2 separate regions of the Mus musculus genome follow, and region 1 is linked to region 2. A link is a contact called in public promoter capture Hi-C data. All regions are on one chromosome and are shown on one strand. The core of a region is the stretch at or near the end of the contact, and the rest is flanking DNA. Distances in the headings are between cores, read along the strand shown. Region 1 holds the start of Xkr5 (X-linked Kx blood group related 5). Region 2 overlaps Csmd1 (CUB and Sushi multiple domains 1).

The links. Promoter capture Hi-C pulls out the DNA fragments that hold promoters and counts their contacts.
Region 1: a contact with region 2 is called in a promoter capture Hi-C map of the HPC-7 cell line, with 8 times the contacts expected there. The contact joins the promoter of Xkr5 here to the enhancer-like site in region 2. A contact is called at or near these places in 8 of 39 promoter capture datasets (the 3T3-L1 cell line, 3T3-L1-derived adipocytes, the HPC-7 cell line and 4 more) and 1 of 484 Hi-C or Micro-C datasets (myeloid progenitors).

The regions. Positions count from the first base shown.
Region 1 is chr8:18,948,773-18,955,693 of GRCm38.p6, reverse strand. It overlaps Xkr5 (X-linked Kx blood group related 5), which reads left to right and starts at 4,719. Exons shown (of 7, transcript NM_001113350.2): 1 at 4,719-4,818. The coding sequence starts at 4,761. Gm40464 (a long non-coding RNA gene) reads right to left here and starts at 5,427. Exons shown (of 3, transcript XR_870173.3): 1 at 5,264-5,427.
Region 2 is chr8:17,411,293-17,417,965 of GRCm38.p6, reverse strand. All of the region lies in intron 1 of Csmd1 (CUB and Sushi multiple domains 1), which reads left to right. C030002A05Rik reads left to right here. Exons shown (of 1, transcript XM_030243881.1): 1 at 1-6,673. Among named protein-coding and RNA genes, the nearest start is that of C030002A05Rik, 78 kb to the left of the region's middle. Within about 2 kb of position 4,500, at least 26 of the 459 cell types and tissues checked have an H3K27ac peak or open chromatin away from gene starts, as enhancers often do. A contact at or near this core is called in the HPC-7 cell line and myeloid progenitors, where this site is marked.

The DNA of each region.
Region 1 (6,921 bases), core at 3,470-5,969, 1.5 Mb before region 2:
CCATGTGTCGTCCAAACAACTAAGCACAGAAATGCAGGGACTACCTCACTGAGATACAATATCAAAAGGAGAATGGGTGGAAACTAGGCCAATATTGTTAATTATGACCTGCTCGAACTGGGGTTCTTGTTTTATTTCCATTGCCCCGTGTACATAAGACCCACTCCCACACGCTGCTCCCAGTTTACCTTTCTATTTGCTAGGAAATTAAATCAGCTCTTTAGAGGACTCTTCACCTCTTAGTTGGTCACACTGTGTGTCTCGCTTTGAGGAGACTGATGGGAGTCCAATATTGATAGGTATCTGGTAGGAATGTCCCCAAGAAACTCAAAGCCTGCCTGGCACCTGCTGCAGAATGGTGATTAGCAACTCCTTAGGCAAAGAGAGTTCACATTTTCAGATGCATGTATTATGCTGGTTCTCCTGGCAGAAACTTAAGAAACCAATGTCCCCTAAATCTTTTAAATGTTCAGAAACTCTCAGAAGGTATTTGTAAGCTTCACTGGGGTCGTTATAAGACATTTCCCCTGCCTATCAGCCACACATTAGAACCCTACTGATTCCTAGTTAGTACCCTCGTGTTACTAGAGTCAAAACTTTACATTGTAATTCAGCCAATCACAGCATGAACTCCAGAGACTGGGTTTCAGACCCGCAGTACTTGTCTGGATTCATATGTTAATACAAAATCAAGTTGGGTGAGATACTCGAATATAAACCTCAACCTGTTAGAGGAGAGGCAAACAGAAAGAGATGTTTCTGCTTACAGAAAGCCAGCGCATTGTCTTAAACTCAAAAGCACCAACTACAAAACAAAATTGAAAATGGGAGACTGTGAGTATCTCAAAGGAAAACGCTTTTACACAGAAAAAAAAAAGGGAAGGAAGGGAGGGAGGGAGGGAGGGAGGGAGGGAGGAAAAAGAAAGCTCAAGGATTGTTACGGAAAAGGGGCGGAAAGACCATGGAAGCCAAAGAATGGAGATGACACTAAGGAATGCTGTGCTCCAGACATGACAGGGCCATAGCACTTGTGAGCCCACAACAGCTATTGTTCCCTGCACCCAGCCTGAACAAGATCGTCCTAGTAAAAAGTTGAGCCTGGAAGGAAAGGTCCCAGGGGCCAAGTCCTAACCGAGGAGCTGGGGTAATTGATGGCTGCTGAGATAGGAGCATGCTTTTATCTGGGGGATGTGCCACTGGTGGTTTGTCCTTATCCTTAGAGGTAACCCAAAACCCATGTGCATACTGCTCTTAGTGGGCTAATTCTAACGAGTTTTAAATGCATGAATGTGGGGTGAACATGGGAAAGAGCATCCAAGGGAAGTTAGATAGAATAGGAATGGATAGATGAAAACGCACCGCATACACGATGGACTTCTCAAATGATAGATTTAAATATTATTTTCAAGTAGGGGGAATACGTGGAATCGTCGAGAACCTGTGGTGACTAACGGAATGACCAACTATAGTTACAGTTCTGAATGGGATGCGCGGCTGCCCTCTGCTGGCCATGCTGGGTGTTTGCGTTCTGAGCTGAAACCATTCAAGGATTACAAGTCTGTTTGCAAAAATGAAGCTGCTGAGACCCCTACTGGAAGAAAGTTATACAGCCCTGTGCAGCACAGGCCTGAACGCACACAGAAACTGGCTGATGGCTGACCCTCCACAGTCATGTTCTTTCCCCTGGAGCAGGAGGGGCCCTATTGTGGGAATCCTTGCCAGAATTACACAAACACCCCAGACTTGGAAACATAACAGGTCTGGAAGGAGATACTGACCTGGAGTATCCAGGATAAAAGCAAATCTAACCGTAAAGACATGCTGCCCACAGGATTGGAGACTCATCAGGGGACAGAGGGCTGCTTCTGAGGACTTCACTCTGCATTGCAATATCATATGATATCATGCACAGCTATAAAACTGTGCATTCCTGATCCATATGAATACAGCCAACACAGGGCTTTGGAACACCACTGTCCAACAGGCACCTCATATCTGCGTCCTAGACGTGGTAGAAATGATAGATTCCGATACTATCTGATCCTGCTGTTCGGCTACTCTTCTCCCAGGTCACCCAGGTCCCACAGAAGCTGAGACACCTGTCAAAGCCAGGGGTACAAGGCTCCAGGAGAATGACTGACGGTTCTAGGGAAATGACTAACAGTCCTAGATATGAAGGAACACCAGGAGAGCACATCCTAGCTCGATGGCTTAAAGTGGCAACCCTCCGAATCTGTGAGCTGTCCCCTGAGACACATGGGTAAGAGCCTGTCATACATAGGGCTTATTCACAGGCAGATTCTGGCATCTTCCACTTCCCATGTTTTATCAGCACATAAAGAACTCACCTGTGCTGAAAGTATTTCTAGCTTACAGGAAGGTCTTCTCACAGAGAGGCCACGTTCATATCATACCAAGTGAGATCTCTCCCCCTCCCCTTCCCCCTCCCCCTCCCCCTCCCCCTCTTTTCCTCCACCTACCTCTACCTCCCCTCTCCCTCTCCCCCTCCCCCTCCCCCTCCCCCTCTTTTCCTCCACCTACCTCTACCTCCCTCTCCCCCTCCCCCTCCCCCTCCCCCTCTTTTCCTCCACCTACCTCTACCTCCCCCTCTCCCTCTCCCCCTCCCCCTCCCCCTTTCCCTCTGCTCTGGGCCCTGTGGGAACCATAAGGATTCACTACCATCTCTTGCCAACACTTACAATGGCCTTCTTCCCCTGACCTTTATGATGGCAGGAAAGTCTCCGCACCAACTAAATACACAGGAGAGGTAGGGATGCAGGATTTAAAGGGAACAGAGAAGAGCTGGTCCTGTGCCTGAGGGGTCAGCAGGAGGACATACCCTGCTTGGGAGGCCTGAATCAGCAACCTTCAGAGTTACAAGCAGTCCTGTGGGAAACAAGGAGATGGATGGCCTATCACAGGCAGCTCCTAGCTCATTCTAGGACCCGTTTTAGTCCTGAGCACAGACACATCCTGTGCGTAAGAAGTTCTACCTACCCTAGGGAAGTCTTCTCTGGGAAGCTGGATTATTCTCCAGAGAGGCCACCAACAATCTAATCGGGCCATATCAGCCAGGGCCTGGGACTTACCAAGAGTGGGAATCTTGAGACTATAAAGGATCTCTCAACGCATCTACCTTACCCAGGCGAGATTTCCCCAGTCAGCTTGAAGGATAGAGAATACCAGCATTTCTGGTCTAATGCCATGTGGAGCCTGCAGGAGAAATCTAAACCCATGTCAGGGTGATCTCTCTGATGTTGCCGCTGCTTTTGAGACATCCCTGCTCCTTGTAAGTAATGAGTCCCCCACTCCAGTTAGTCACCACAGTAAATACTCATTGGTTCACCAAGCTGGACAAGGGTGCAGCCATTGCTTTTATCTGTCATGTTTTGTCTCTCCAGGAAGTCTGTCTCACAAGAGCCTCCCCTGAGTCAGGTCTAGAGACAGTGTCATTAGTCTAATGAAGGCACCTCACCTCCTGCCATAGCAGACTGGTAAAAGATAACACATTAGCCAAGGAGGAAACGTAACTGGATAAGTGCTGTGAAGAAAAGAAAGGTAGAGAGAAGGGAGGCTGGTGGCACAGGAGGTGTGATTATGAACCAACCACCTTTGCCACACAGCCAATCAAATAGAATAGAATCAGATAGAATATCCCAGCTGGAATCCCCAGTTGTGTCTTCCAGCTGACCCTTCTGCGATCTCCATTTATAGGATTCTGAACCTGGGGGGCCATGTCCCTCCACACTGGACACAGCACACAAGACAGACCAGAGAGGCAGCCAACGTCCTGATCCCCCACCTTGCCTGCCTTGGACTGTTTTTAACAAATGAAATATAGAATATGTTTTTATTTCTCAAACCGTACACCTAGGAATTTGGATGGGGAGTGTGGTGGGATGTTTTAAGGCTAAAAATGTTGAGAAATGTATTGAAATGTTCCCCACCCATCACTAATCATGAACAGCATTTATTTCCAGTCCTAATTTGTGTATTCTTATTCCTTCGCAAGAATTCTATGGGGCAGAATCGCTGTAGGCCTGACCTCTACTTAGTAATTTCCTGCCACGCCTGCTCAAGGGTTATAAAACATTTTTCCGCTGGGCATGGACGATTCAGAACAATCTTTGTCCCCACGTCCACAGTCCTGTGTAACCTCTACATCGAAACAAATGTCAGGGTGATGCTTTCCCATCTCCCAGAAAGACTTTCCGTGGGAAGGTTTACTTCTGGCTTTGGGGGATCTGGATTAACCCCTCAAGGATACCTGGGAGAAAGGTCTGAAAGCAAAGCGGCTATTAAAGGCTCAGATGCCATTTTAGGCGTGTTTCCTTTCCCTTTTCTGGACACACAACTGAAATTTTTCAAAAGTCCCAATCAGCTTTTCAAATTCCTCCTCCCATGATACACATACACACATACACCACTCTGACTAGTAGTTAAGTGGACTCTGTTTTGAGCAAACCCGCTGACTATGACCACCCAGTGACTAACCCATTTCGCTTCAGAACAAACCCATTGTGTCTTACAGCCGTTAGGAGGCTGGGACAGCATGCAAATCTGACACAGACCGCGAGACTGCCCCCTAAGAACCTGTCGGTTCCTCCTGCCCCCTGTCCCCGCCTTCACCCCAACCCTACTAGCAACTTGGTAACTGACTGGGAAGAAAAGCCTCCTGTCTTGGGGCCCCAAGCCGGAAGCCTCCCCAACCCGGTCCCGGGCAGGGGAAGGGGCGGGCACAGGCAGCAGCAGCTCAGAAGATGCACGCGGGGCTCCTGGGGCTCTCTGCCCTGCTGCAGGCGGCCGAGCAAAGCGCGCGTGAGTGAGGCGCAGCCCGCGAGTGCTCACCCCTCCAATACCCTACTCCAACCCAGTGTGCGGGGCACATCTACCACCGCTGTGCCTCCTCCTCCTCCGGCAGGCAGGCAAGCGGCGAACACTGCGCCGGTGCACGCACGATGATCTCCCGTCCTAGCCTGCAGAGCACTCCCTGTGTGATCCCCTCACCATGCATGATTTCCTCCATCCAGTTAGACATCCCTCCATGCATGGATCCTCCCCATACTCCAAACCCGGAGCCCTGAGTCCCTTCTCTCTCCTCTCGCTGGTGCTCTGCAAAGAGCTGCGTGAGGAGGCTACTTTGGAGCGCCAGCACTTGGTGAGGCGCCCTGGCTCCCTGGACACCCGGGCTCCGGGCTGGGGTGGCATGCGATCCAAGAGCTGGGAGAGGTGGAGGGGTGGGATCCCAAAGGACACTGGTTACCCTTTCGAGATTGTGACACAGCAGAACGCTGGTTTACTGAAGACAAGGGTCCTGTGGGTAGCGGAGATGAAGCAAGATGGCCATAGTTTTCGCGCCTTTCGCGTTTGAATTTGTAACCCTTTCAGTGCTGGCATAGAGTGCCTCCGCCCACTTCTGCCACTCTCCTACAAGGCCCGGTCCCTGGGGAAACTCCACCATCCGGATCCAACAAGGTTCCGCGTCCCTTCTTGGACATGGTATCTCTGAAATTTACCTCTGATTTACAGAATAATCCCTGCAGATTCCCGTCCCCAACACCCACTCAGAATCCCAAAGGGCGCTAGTTTAGGCCCTAAGAGACTAGGAAGTACACTGTTGCCCATAGTGGCCTAGTCCCCTAGCTTTCCAACAGGAAAAGAATGGATGTTTAGCAGGAAGCTTGTCAGTGCACTGAACATAACCTGGGACTGAGAAAGGAATAGTGGCTATTCTCTTCCCATAGCTGATGGGTTCCCGGCTCTGCCTCCAAGCAGTGAGGTTTGTGCCTACTGATCTACATTCCTTGGTAATCCTAGAAAACTCAGGACAACGGTAGTGTGAAAGGGTCCCTGAGTACCCTCCACAATCCCCCTCAGTAATCAGTAATACCAACACAGCTTCTCGCTGACATCCGAGGTTATATAGGTGGAGCCTGGTCTGATGGCATAGGCGTATAATCCAAGCCAATGAAGAGGTTGGGGGTGGATGAACGTGGTGAGTTCTAAACCTAACTAGGCTGCAGAAAGAGTTTAAAGCTAGCCTGTGCAACTTAGCAGAACATTGTCTCTAAATAAACAGAAAAGTGGACTCGGGGATAGCAGAGGCCTTACCTAGCACAGGAACTGCCCTGAGTTCAGTCCTTAGAAACACAAAACAAAAGAAAATCCAAAGCCAGCCTCACACAGAACCAGCTATGACTGAAGTCCAGCACATGCAGCCCTGGTTGGCTGTAACCGTGTGGTGACTCCAGGTCACTCCTGGTTGTTGGGTCCCCCAGGTACTTAGCACATATGCGGTGTAACCCCACAGACATACCACTACCACTATGCCTGTCTTATCGCTAGCAGGCCCTGTGGGCTCCTTGCTAATGGTAAGGATGCTGTGCTGGTTATGTTGAGACCTGGGTTCCTTTGAGGTTTGGTTTGGTTTGGTTATGTTTTGTTTTGTTTTGTTTTGTTTTGTTTTGTTTTGTTTTAGTTAAATGATCTGTTGGATAGAACAGACTTAAGAAAGATCACAGTTCCTAGGGATAAGAGGCAGGGCATACTGAGTGGGGCCATATGGAAAGACTCAGTTGATCAGGAGCCAGAACCTCTGCTGGAACTTCATCAAACAAGACAGGCTGACCATGGCGAATAGATTTGGAGGACTTGTTTTCTATGGGTACTTTTTTGTGAGCTTTGGGCTACAGATAGGTCCCTAGTCACTTGGCCCCTGACCTTGGACAGACTAAGGCAGAGAAATAGCATTTCCTAGGGTACATGGGTCTAAATCAGAAGCTCTGAGTTGGATAGAGTGCATACCACAGGCACATTCTTGGAAGAACACTGTGTTGTCTGTGGCAGAAAGGCTTCAGGCTGTCAGAGCACCGTAACATACAGAAGACACGTGTATATGAAACATTGCCTAACTCTGTCATT
Region 2 (6,673 bases), core at 3,251-5,750:
TTGCTCTTGATCTTTGCAGTAAAAGCAGATCATTGTTACATTACTCACATTTGATCATAGTGTTAAAGACTCCCTGTGTATCTGTGTGGAACATCTGGCTTTCCAGCTACTCCATGGGGACACTGGACTTTTGTCAGCAAAGAAAAAACACCAGAGTCACATGGGTCCACTATACAGTGGTTCTTGGAGAGAAGTCTTCTTTAGGGACCTGTGGGCCTTCTTTCAATCAGGTTAGATTCACACACATTCTCCTGTTGTGGGTGAAGTCTTATCTGACACTACCTGTTGAGCTCTGTAAATGCTGTTTACAGCCTAATTTGACTGGGAACATTTATAAGTCTATGAAGAATAGGTAAGAGTGAAGTGGTACATACTTATTACCTTAGCACTTCTAAAGCAGAAGAGGTAGGAAACAGAGTTCAAGGCCAGGCTTAATAACAGTAAATTTTAGGTTAACCTCCAACTACATGAGACCCTATATCAATCAGTCAATCCATCCATCCATCTACCCATCCATCCATCCATCCATCCATCCATCCATCAATCAGTCTTAAATACATTAGACTATAGAAGACTTCCATTGTATATTTGAATGGTTATTTAAATTTCATGACATGATGAATGGAAAATTATAGTCTCACTAGCTTTGTGTTCAGTTCTATGGAAACAGTCACTTGTGTTGTCTCCTACTGTATTTGTCTTTTGAATTCTATCCATGTCACCTGTCTCCCAGCAGCAGCTGTTGTTACAGCTCTAACCATAGCATTTGCCACCAGCATCTTTAAGTACCCTGGTTCCCTGCAGTGCATGTAGCCTCTGATATTTAGGTGACCCTGATGTATTCAAAGTCTCTTGGAATCTCCCCAGCATGGTAGCTTCAAATAAGATTTCATAGTCATCTATAGTCTGTGGTATCTCCCTCCTTCTACAGACCAAAGGGGCCAGGTGAGGCAATGAGGAACCAGGGGGGCAAACGAAGGCATAAGGAAGGAGTCAGCAATGGCTCCTCTCCTCTGTTTCCTTGGAGTGTCTCTTAGACACTCATAAGAAATCAGGAAAAGGCACCAGGCTCAACCCACCTTTGCTGACTCTTTCCATGCTTTATTTATTCCTCTCTTTCTTGGGGTCACTGGCCTTGAACCCTAATAGACCTCTAGCATTGAACACTCATCTTCTGCTTTCTTCTTTGGAGAAGCCTGGCGAAAGCACAGCTCAGCAGGTAGACGCATGGGTAAGTGCGTGGGTACCACTGGCTACCTTCTGATTAACAGGCAATCTGAAAAATGCTTCTGACTGAGCACTGACTTCATGCCTGTGGGACTTTGACTGTGTCCCACTATTCATCCTTCAGAAAACAGAGGCAGGTGTCAGGTGAAGAGTTTCTGGCCTAAGTCTTAAATGAGAAATGCCAGTGCACAGGAATGTAATTAATATTTGTTGCCTTTCAGAGTTTCTAAGTATCGGGCTAACTGTTTCTGTTAAAAAAATATTCAATGATTACAGATAATCATAGTCAAAAATATACATATGTGTTTTCCCTTGTATGTTTGATCTGGTCCATTGTAAATGTGAAAATGAGGAGAGAAAAAAAGCTGGCCTACTTTCCAAAAATAGTCATGTATTCATCAAAGGACAACAAGAGAGAGAGAGAGAGAGAGAGAGAGAGACAGAGAGAGAGAGAGAGACAGAGACAGAGACATAGAAAGAGACAGAGACAGACAGGTAGACAGACACACACACTTCAGGTTACTCAGCTAAACCCTGATGGCCGCCAGTTCCTCTGCCACAGCCAGTGGGTTCAACAGTGGATGCTTCTGAGTGCCACACTGACCATGTATTTTCATCCCCAGGTAAGCATTTTCACGAGTTTGAGAAGAAAGTAAATCATTTCACACTTGATCATCCTTCCCTCAACTTTGTTTAATCAAACCCAAAGGTTGTTAAGTAATAGCCATAACCATGATGATGCCAACCACAGTAATAATACAACACTGTATCAACAGTAATAATATAACACTGTATTAAGAGTAACAATGAAATGCTGTATTAGCAGTAATAATATAATACTGTATTAATAGTGACCATACAATACTCTATTAACAGTAATATGATAATACAATGACAAAATCAACATCACAAAAGAGAAATCAGCACTTGTTTTCACTTGTTGTCAGTCTGTGCTTGTGTGTGTGTCTGTGTGTATGTGTGTGTGTGTGTATGTGTGTGTATGTGTGTTTGCACATGCATGTGCACAGCATGCATAACTTTTGGGGACTTGGTTCTCTCCTTCTTCTATGGGTTCAGGAAATGGAGGTCAAACCATCCAGTTTCCAAGAAAACAATTTTACCCCCTGAGCCTTCTCCCAGAGTCAGAGCCAGCACTTACATGATCAGTGTTTAGATGTGAATTTATTTAATTCTCTTTGCACCTGTGATTTCCTGTTTGTAGCCAAGAAAACCATAGTATTTTGTAGGAGGGCCTTGGTACGGTCTGATATTCACTTCCTGGGTCTAGAAGGCAAAACGAAATAGGCAGCAGAGAAGAGTGACATGGTTACTCATATAGTGGCTTTGGATTGAATTGAGGAATGTGTGGTATACCTGTAGAGTATGCCAGGTGACATGAAGGTGGGTAGGAAAGCCTTTGCTAAAGAGTTTTGACCTGCTCTTTTAAACAATTGATTTACTATGTAGAAGTGGAATGGCATAATACACTGAGCTTGTGCTGTCCTTAGAGGCTCCCATGCATATCAGAATGCCTGTGTCTGTCGCTGTGATCAATGACATGCATGCCTGAAAGACAAGTTGCATTTGTAAGACACTTTCTTTTTTCTTTTTCTTTTCTTTTCTTTTTTTTTTTTGGATATTTTCTTTATTTACATTTCAAATATTATCTCCTTTCCCAGTCCCCCAACCCCAGAAACCCCTGTTCCTCCCTCTCCCTGCTTATATGAGGGTGTTCCCCCACCCACCCACCCACCCAATTCCACCTCCCTGCCTGGCATTCCCCTACACTGGGGGGGGGTCTAGCCTTCACAAGACCAAGGGCCTCTTGTCCCACTGATGTCCAACAAGGCCATCCTCTGCTACATATGCAGCTGGAGCCATGGGTTCATCCATGTATACTCTTTGGTTGGTATGTTTGTCATATTGATGCAGACATCACTCATACATGGCATATAGCTCCTTTTGGACAGCTTTCTACCATCTTTCTTCCCTACTAGTTTCTTTGCAACATTCATGTCTGTTTCATTTGTGTCTTTCCAGATCTGGCCAGAGCTCTCTATGTACTTTGGGGTCAGAGCCTAAGGGGTATGTCAGTGGGAATGAAACTGAAGACAGCTGTTACCCCTCTACCAGAATCTATCAGTAGCCTATAGTTCTTCAGTAAAGGGTAGTGTGTAAGACACTTTCAGTATCATCAGGAATATGACAAATTCAGCCAGTCACTGTTATCCAGGACACAATGTTCTTCAGCACCATCACCACCTCTCCAAGCTTGAAGACTGAGAATATATATATATATATATATATATATATATATATATATATGTGTGTGTGTGTGTGTGTGTGTGTGTGTGTGTTTGTGTGTGTGTGTGTGTGTGTGTGGGGATGGTTAGCTCTGGTTGTCAGTCTTACGCAATCCAGAGTCATCTGGGAGGAGATTGTGTTCTCTTTGTAGACAATGAAGGATTGTCTACTCTGCCTGAGTCTGTGATCCTGTCTATGGAGTATCCTAATTTAATTGATGTAGGAGGGCCCAGTCCACTGTGTCTATATCACACCCTAGACAAGAGGTCCTTAACTGTGACACAGTGCAGAAATCAAGCTGAGAACAAGCAAGCAAGCATGAGTCCTTCCTGCTCTGCTCTTGGATGGGCGTGTGTCTAGGATGGTCATGTTTCTAGCTATTCAAGCTGTGGCCCTGCCTTCCTCGCCATGGTGGAAAGATGGACGAGTGTACCAAATAGGCACTTTCCCCTTTAAGTTCCCTTTCGGCAAGCTATTTCATCACAGTAACGAAAAGGAAATTAGGACACACACACACATCATGTGTGTCTACTGCAGGACATGTCTCAGCTCCCTCCTATCTTCAAATCTGCAGATTTGAAGAGTGCCATAAAAAATTCAAAACAAGATGACTTAAAAAAACAATCAACCATTGATGGTAAAAGCCTGATTATGGCTGCCTTGGACCCTAACTGACAATTTGGTTTGTAAGAGTAGAAAATTTTGAAATATTTAAGTTTGACTTAGACAGAGAACATTGGATTCAGACAACTACTGTCTATAAATAACCACACCTTCCTGGAATGTTCTCATTTACATGGGATATATTTAGGTTCTTCATTTCAGTAAAACCTTTAAAATAATTAAGTGTTAGTCAACTACGTAGAGGAAAGAAGTTAATCAAATGCTTTCCTGTGACATGTCAACAGTGGGGCCATTCGTTTTCTGAAAGGAAATTGATGAGTAGGGAGGAGCCTCTAATTTGCATAATGTTTAAGAGCCTAAGGCTTGCCAACTCTCAGCCTGGCCAACCACAGAAAGGCCTACCACCCATTTCACATGGTCAATGCCCATATTAATAAAGAAAGCAAAGAACAGATGTCTAGTTAGTGTCACATGGGTCATTTAAAAAAGTATTCCACGAGAAACATTATTTCTGGGTGGTTTATTTTGAGCAAAACCCAAAAGTTTAACTGAAGCTTTTAGGGAACTAGAGATTATCAGTGAGCCATCCCAGAAGTTTCCTCACATCAATTCATGGTGCATAATATAGAATGGACCCAGCATTCAAAAGTTCTGTTCCAAAGGTGAGGTTACAAGGAACAGGAACAGGAAACCACGAACTGTCTATGCTGTTACAATGTAACCTCTCTGTTTTTCATCCCTTATCTTATGCTTACAGTGAGTTATGGTGAATTTGGAAGTGTATCAAAGGGTGCACTGACGTCAGCAAACTAGGCCAGTCTTTGGGTGGAAAGAAAGGTTTATTTGGGGAAGTTCAAAACTGCTGCAGCTTTCTGGGTGTACAGAAAAAAATATTGAAAGGTAGGAAAAGCCTTGATAGTTTTAAAGGGAAACATTGAGGGGGAGAATGTAAGCTGGAACAGCCTGTAGTTAGGGGTAGAACAGCACGGGGAAGGCTTGTGGGTAATAATGGCCCATGAGCTAGGGAGTTAGTGTGGAGGATTTGATATGTCTGATGAGTATTTGCTAATAAGATCCTAGATGCTCCATTTGCCACAAGTAGTCAGCTGTAAGAGGAGATAGGAGGGGAAGCTGGTTGCCTGCTCCAAGCTCCTATTCATTTAGTAGTCTAAAAAATTGATACAACTCTCTTGTGTCACATAAAAGTATCTAGCCTGAAGTACATGATAAAATGTATATTATATAAAAGGAAAAAAAAGCACAACACAGACAAATATCCTTCATCAATATTACCTCAGAGAAACAGCTAGAAAAATATTTTCAGAAAGTTGCTTTTAGAGATAGATAGTGGTTTGTAGTTTTGTTTCATCACTTTAGGAATAAAGCCATAGAGGAGCTAATGAACTTGTGTGTGTGTGTGTGTGTGTGTGTGTGTGTGTGTGTGTATGTATGTATTTGTAGGTATGTATATGTGTGTATATGTGTATGTATGGCTATATCTGTGTTTGTGTGTGTGTAGGTATGTATAGTGTATATATGTGTATGTATGGATATATATATATATATATATATGTGTGTGTGTGTGTGTGTGTGTGTGTGTTTGCGTGTGTTTGTGTGTGTGATGATGTATAGTATTTATAATTGGATAAAAAAATCAAAGAATGGCCTTTTAAGCTCTCACCTTTCTTACTCTCAACTCTAGCTCTCTTCCTCCCTCTCCCTCCCCTTCCCATCCACATGGCCTTCTTTCTACCTTCTCTCTTTATCTCTGCCTTTCTACAATAAAGCTCTAAAACCATAAAAAAATCAAAGAATGAAAAGTTCTCATGCGAAGATTGATATTTGGAGATTTTTCTAGAGAGATTTCTGTCAAATTAGAACAGTAGCCACAGACATGACCTCCTGATGTCATAGACTTTGTTGTTTAGTTGGACATAATTGAAGTCACTTTGAATTAGTGGTATGGTTGGAATAATGTTCACGCAGGCACAGATCCATTATGGTGTCAAGAGCTGAACCACTCTATATGCCATAATCCCAGCCTTTACATTTAGCTCCTGCTGTCAGGTTAGTCTCAAGGATTCCTACATACACACAATGACAGAAATGAGCTTTTAAAAAGACTTTCAAAGTAACTGCTCAGAAAGATTTAAGCTGTTCATTATTTTCTGAGTCATTATTGACATTCACTAAAATTAAGCAGAGACCGTGAGCCCCTAAGAATGTGCAGAGGTAAAGAGTGGTCCTTCAGGTAATGTCTTGGTAAAAGAGATAATGTGGGATCTGGCTTTCCTGGGTTGCAGTTGTCTTCTAGCATATTGAAGAAACATGCATACATTTTTTTTCAGGAGAGTAGCATTGGTGCAGGAAAGCAGCTGTCATAGACAGGGAAGTCTGCAAGACACAGTACACAGAGCTTAGAACCTGTAAGAGGATGGGCCCCTGAGTCCAGTGAAGCCAGGACAGCTACTGTTAGAACGTGGGGTGAGGACACCTTTCCTTCCAAAGGATCCACTAT